2 separate regions of the Sus scrofa genome follow, and region 2 is linked to region 1. Evidence: chromatin contacts called from public Hi-C data. All regions are on one chromosome and are shown on one strand. Each heading gives the region's core, a stretch centred on a gene start, on an enhancer-like site or on the middle of the called end of the contact. The rest is flanking DNA. Distances are from core to core; before and after follow the strand shown. Region 1 overlaps LOC106508004 (a long non-coding RNA gene). Region 2 holds the start of LAMP3 (lysosome-associated membrane glycoprotein 3).

Region 1 (3,112 bases), core at 159-2,658:
GCCACTCCCCTGAAACAATCCAGGTCCTGATTTATGCCCAGAGGGGAGCTTTGGTGTTCTCTGCTACTCACTGCTTCAGTTAGGGTCACCTGTGTCACCTGAGAGGTTCTTAGAACCTGTGATGGGTTTCAGGAAAGCTTTTTTTTCTAGGTTAAAGATAAATGAAGATGCAAACAGTTACAGACTGCACAAAATAGGTAACCACTGAAGAGTAGTTGGATACCTGCTCCATCTTACTGCTGTGAGAGAGCACAAAACTTCAGAGTGGTTTTCTGAACACTCTTGAAAAATGAAGTAGGAGTAAAGCCATATGGCATAAGTAGGAAGGCAAGTGCTCATGGTAAAATCTTTAAAGAAAATGGTTTCACATTCCTAGATTAAGTGTGTGAACATATGTTAAATATGACATATCTCAATATGGGCCACCAAGTCAAAATAGCCATTTTATTCCATGTCTGATAACATTTCATCTCTTCAGAATCCAGCTACCAAGCTATTTCAGCTGTGCAGAATTCAGATCAGAAAGGTAGTAAAGGAGTTCCCATTATGGCTCAGTGGTTACGGAACCCGACTAGGATCCATGAGGACTCGGGTTTGATCCCTGGCCTCGCTCAGTGGGTTAAGGATCCAGTGTTGCAGTGAGCTGTGGTGTAGGTCACAGACTGAGGCTCGAATCTGGCGTTGCTGTGGCTGTGGTGTAGGTTGGCAGCTGCAGCTCCAATTCAACCCTTAGCCTGGGAACTTCCATGTGCCTAGTGTGGCCCTAAAGAAGAAAATAAAAATAAAATGAAGATGGTGATTGTACTTACTTTAGTAGGGTTGTTTGGGAAGATTAAGTGAGTTAATACATAAAAAGTGCTTAGGTCAGAGCCTTGCCCTTTAAGGACCATGTAAGGGTTGACTGTCATTGTTATTAAGGACTGATCTTACCATAATTATAAAGCACATTCCTCCTTCAGTTTAGCCATGACCTCCTAGCTATTTCCTCCCCTGGCAATCACATTATATACAACATGCTCTCAGGTCATCATCCCAAGGGTGTTTTAGAACATCTTTGTTACAAAAACAGAAGGAAGACCTATACAAATGTACATAAATTCTACACAAATATTTGTCCAAACAAAATTTAACTGAACCATGATCCTGGTATCAAACATTTCAAGTATCATGTCACATATGAATAAATTGGGAAAAAGGAAAGAAATTGGTGTATAGTTTCAAAAATAAGTTCTTTATCTCTCTAATTCATGGAGCGTTTAGGTACTGAGTCTAAACATGAAACCAGTCTAAATAAGTGCAGTTTGTTCAAGTTAGCTTAAGGTGGCGCCAAAGGATGTTTTTAAATCTGCTGTTTTATGTACTAAACAAAGTTCTCCAGCCCAACCAGAAAATCTGAGTACAGCAAGAACTTCCACCACAACTTGAGCATCCCAAGGGACCTCATCTGTCGACAGCTTCCTTGAAACTTCTGTGCCCAAACTTCTGAAATTGCTTTATCTTGGGTAAAATGAGGAAAATTCCCCTACTAGAATGTGCCTAGAAGTAACCTTTCCGGATTTCTCTTGTAGCGCAGCAGGTTAAGGATCCGGCTTGTCACTGCAGTGGCTTGGGTCACTGCTGTGCTTCAGGTTCCGTCCCTGGCCTGGGAACTTCCACATGCAAAAAATTTTTAAAAAGTAACCTTCCAATGTTCCAGAATCAAATTGGGGCAACATGTTTGACACCTGCCAGCAAGCTGTACTGCTTTCCCTTTGTTTCTTTTTGTTTCATTCCTGACCAAAAAAAAAAAAAAAAAAAAAAAAAGTAACATATGCACAGTGTAGGAAAATCATCAAATTTAAGATACTAAGATGAAAATTATCATACATAATACCACAACCCAGAGATAACTACTAACTCCTCCCCCAAATTTCCACCTCCCAAATTTCCTGTTTCTGTCAGGTACCAATATTTGCCAGTTGACTAAATTCACAACATTTGAGGTATTTTATTCTTCCCTAATGAGAACAATAGTTCCCACCTAGAACTTTATTGTTTTAGAAATGTTTGACTATTGGACATCTGTTGCACAACAATGGGAATATACTTAACACTACTGAAATGTACACTTAAAAATAGTTAAAATGGTAAATTTTATATGTTTTTGTTTGTTTGTTTTTGCTATTTTATGGCCCCACCTGAGGCATGGAGGTTCCCAGGCTAGGGGTCAAATTGGAGCTGTAGCCACTGGCCTTACACCACAGCAACTTGGGATCCAAGCTTTGTCCTTGACCTACACCACAGCCCACAGCAAAGTCCAGATCCTTAACCCAGTGAGCAAGGCCAGGGATTGAACCCACATCCTCCTGGATCCTAGTCGGGTTTGTTAACTGTTGAGCCACAAGGGAACTCCTACACATGTTTATCATTACAATTAAATTTTTTTTTAATTTTTTTTCAAAGTTCTCGCTGTGGTTTGGCAAGTTAAGAACCCGACATAGTGTCCATGAGGATACAGATTCGATCCTTGGCCTCACTCAGTGGGTTAAGGTTCCAGGTTTCCACAAGCTTCAGCTAGGCTGGCAGCTGCAGCTCTGATTTGACCCCTAGCCCTGGAACCTCCATATGCTGCAGGTGCAGCCATAAAAAGAAAAAAAAATAATCTAAGAATTTATTAGGTTTCCTTTGTGTTTGTTTGTTTGTTTGTTTGTTTGTTTGTTGGCCACTCCTGAAGCATGAGGAAGAAAGTTCCTGGTCCAGGTCCAGAAATCAGCCCTGCACCCCAGCAATGACCCAGGCCACTGCAATAACAACTCCAGATACTTAACCCACTATGCCACAGGCAAACTCCATTTTTTTTTTTTTTAAGAGAAAGACAAACCAGAAAAGTATTTAACCATCTTCATTTTGATGCATTTAGTTCAAATTAATTTAAGAACTGCTGTCCATAGTGTAGAAAGGCAGTAGGAAATGGACCACTAGTTTAGCTCATGCTAAGGAAATAAAAACTTGTGACTTTGGGACTCACTAGGCATGTGTTTCCATGAACACAACATGCTTAATGCTGTGGATAACAAGAGCGTGACATAGATGGAGAAGGCAAGCATAGACCTTCACCTCAATCTCAACTTCT
Region 2 (3,112 bases), core at 239-2,738, 450 kb after region 1:
TTCTCCAGCCCCCCCTTCCTGAGGCCACAGAAGCAGCACCAGCCTCCAAAAGAATGTGAAACTCTAATTCTGAAATTGTGGCGCTAAAAAAAAACAGCCTGGATTAGGGCAGCTGGCCTGACTCAACTTGCATAACAATTCATGTTACGGTTGCACAAAGATTCATGTTGCATAACAATTCATGTGCAGCTGTGTCCCCCACCTGAGTGTATTAGTAGGGCCATGTAGACAGAGCCAGTTGCCTCACAAGTTCAAGTCAGAGGTTCTTGAAGGAATTGTGATGCAACCAGCAAACTTGATAACAGCACAAAAAAAAATTCAATATCCTAGGGAGAAAATGCTCTTGGTGAAAGCAGGGTGTGTGGACAAAAAATAATCATTAAAACTCAATTTCTCAGATAGTCTCTCTGATCTGAAATACGCTGGTAATCAAAAAAGAAATCTTATGGCACAGTTTGTCGGACCATATCTCGTTCACCTTCACTACTCAATGTTTATGTAATATAAACATAGCACTTCATTTGAGAAAAGCAGAAAAGCAAGGCATGACATGCTTTCCCCAGAAAGTGTGGCAAAAGCCCCATTTCTAAGCCCTGGCTCAGTTCTCTCTTTTTTTTTTTTTTTTTTTCTTTTTAGAGCCACACTCGTGGCATAAAGAAGTTCACAGGCTAGGGCTTGAATCAGAGCTACAGCTTCTGGCCCACACAACTGCCACAGCTGGATCTGAGCCATGTCTGTGACCTACAGCAAAACTCATGGCACCACCGGATCCTTAACCCACTGAGCGAGGCCAGGGATTGAACCTGCATCCTCATGGATCCCAGTAGGGTTCGTTACTGCTGAGCCATGATGGGAATTCCCTCAGTTCTTTGCCTCTTAAATCAAAGTAATTTCTACAAATGCTTCCTAATAAGGTATCTAGAACCCATTTGGGAGCCAGAGACAGTGTCACAGCCTTCTGGGGTTGACACCTCCTCTGCCTGATTCATGGAAGACAAGTCCAAAACTATGAAAGTCTTTGGAAAAAAATGAAGGTGTGCTCCATGTGTAAGGCAATAGCAAGACACTCCCAAGTCAAACACCCACAGTAGCTGAAGCCACTATAGCTATCTCCTGTCTGTCTTCTCCCACTTAAATCAGTGGCACTAGAATGCATTTATGTTTAATAGGACCAGATGTGGCAGGGTCACCATGGAAAGTCAAGTGTGTCACTCACCAGCCAGGGACACGAAGGACACCAGCACTGCAGAGAGCCGCCAGGACATGGTTGTCTCTCCAAGGGGCTGCAGCACTCAGAGCTCAGAACAGCTGGGTCTTCTGAACAGCGCAGAAGGCTAATTCCGGGGCAGGCTCCGGTAGCAAAGAAGACACTCCCTCTGTCCCTCATTCACTTGTGGCAGAGAAACCAAAGTCACTTGCATTATGAGAAGTAACGGAAAGGCCCTCCCAAGTGGTGTGCTGAGTGGGGAGGGAAACCAGAAGTGGCCCTTGTGTGAAAGCAGGTACTTTCATCTTTGCCTTTGTTTGTGAGGGCTGGGAAGGGGGTGGGGGAGGCCCCTCAGCCAAGGTTAAGGGCATCTGAGATCATTTCCATAAGAGGTAGTGGACCTGTGGCAGTGCCTGCTTCCTTCTCTCATAAGTCAGGCCTCCATTTTTCTCTAAGACCTTGAGTCATTTCTATAAACCCAGAGATTCTTTCCAGGCAGGAGAAAACCAGTGCCTCAGTCATGAGGATGAGCAGGAGTCAAAACTCAGTGGCTAGAGCACTGTTTATCTCTGAGTGTACTCACAAGAGGCAGCCCTGCTCTCTGCTCATGGCAGCCTCACCTGGGGACCTCATCTTGGGGGGAGTGGGAGGAGTGCGAGCTTGGGAGCTGGGGAGATCTGGGTTTGAATCTGGCTCTGCCAACTTACCAGAGGTATGGCTGTGGGTAACCTTGAGCCCTGGTTTCTTCTGCTGTATGACAGGGATCATAATGCCTACTGCCAGGTGATTCTCCTGGAACACAAATAATATTCAATATCCTCAAAAGGCAACCTTTTCATGTCTTATCGCCTTTCTCTCTTAATTAGACAAAACAATGATGTTCTATCGCTCGGAGCTGTGAGTCCCAGTGAGGAACGCTCATATACGCAGTATATTAGGATACCCTCCTGATGACTGGATTCAGGGCGTTCAGTTTAGTCTCAGATCGATACCTGAAAAGCAAATTTGGCAACCATTTTACTGTACTATATTGCTCTAATCAGGTAAATTTACCAAAGTGAAGAGAAGATTAACCTGTGTCAGCCTAATTTCAGCTACTTCTTGACTGGGATTCTAGACTTTGAGTCAATTTATTCAACAGACAATCACTAAGTGGATAGTATGTGTTTATTCTTATTCTTCACTCTTCTTATTCCACTTAAGCCCCACAGCCACTTTATGTGGGCATTATTGCATCATTGTTGTCCCGTTTCACAGATGGGGAAACGGAGCACAGAGAGGTCAAGCGACTTGCCCAGAGTCACTTAGGTAATAAATGAAAAAGCTGGGCTATGAATCCAGTCTGGCTTGAGACTTTAGGATTTTAAGCACCTTGCTGTACGACTGCTAAAGAGGTGCTCTGGACTAGATATGATATATGCTTTCAAGTTGCTTACTGCCTAGCTGAGAAGCAACATTTATTGATATACATAAATAACTAGAGAGTGACTGATCAATTGTCTGCTGCTTAGAACCACACTGGATGAAGAATAGGCAGGAGTTCCTCCATGGCTCAGTGGGTTAAAGATCCAGCACTGTCACTGCTGTGGCTCGAGTTATAGCTGTGGCACAGGTTCAGTCCCTGGCCTGGGAACTTCCACATGTCACAGGCATGGCAAAAAAAAAAAAAAAAAATAGAGATGACTTTGTGGTGGCTGAACCTTGGAGATTCTTGAAGGTCATAGAGGATCTGGATAGTTGGAGAAGAGTAATAATAATAACAACAACAATAATAATAGTTTGCATATAAGGAATCCCTACTATGGGCCTGACATGGTGTAATGCATATGGCACCTCTACAGGGAAGTTTTTTGTTTTTTCTTTTTTAGCTGCAATCATGGTATATGGGAGTTCCCAAGCCATGGA

Evidence for each region. A called contact is a pair of places that touch in the nucleus more often than the background predicts.
Region 2: a contact with region 1 is called in a Hi-C map of adipose tissue, with 5 times the contacts expected there. The contact joins the promoter of LAMP3 here to the enhancer-like site in region 1. A contact is called at or near these places in 17 of 47 Hi-C or Micro-C datasets (adipose tissue, brain, embryonic fibroblasts and 11 more).

The regions. Positions count from the first base shown.
Region 1 is chr13:120,664,638-120,667,749 of Sscrofa11.1, forward strand. All of the region lies in intron 2 of LOC106508004 (a long non-coding RNA gene), which reads left to right. Among named protein-coding and RNA genes, the nearest start is that of ATP11B, 61 kb to the right of the region's middle. Within about 2 kb of position 1,409, at least 1 of the 83 cell types and tissues checked has an H3K27ac peak or open chromatin away from gene starts, as enhancers often do. A contact at or near this core is called in adipose tissue, where this site is marked.
Region 2 is chr13:121,116,172-121,119,283 of Sscrofa11.1, forward strand. LAMP3 (lysosome-associated membrane glycoprotein 3) reads right to left here and starts at 1,489. Exons shown (of 6, transcript XM_003358698.4): 1 at 1,217-1,489. The coding sequence starts at 1,265.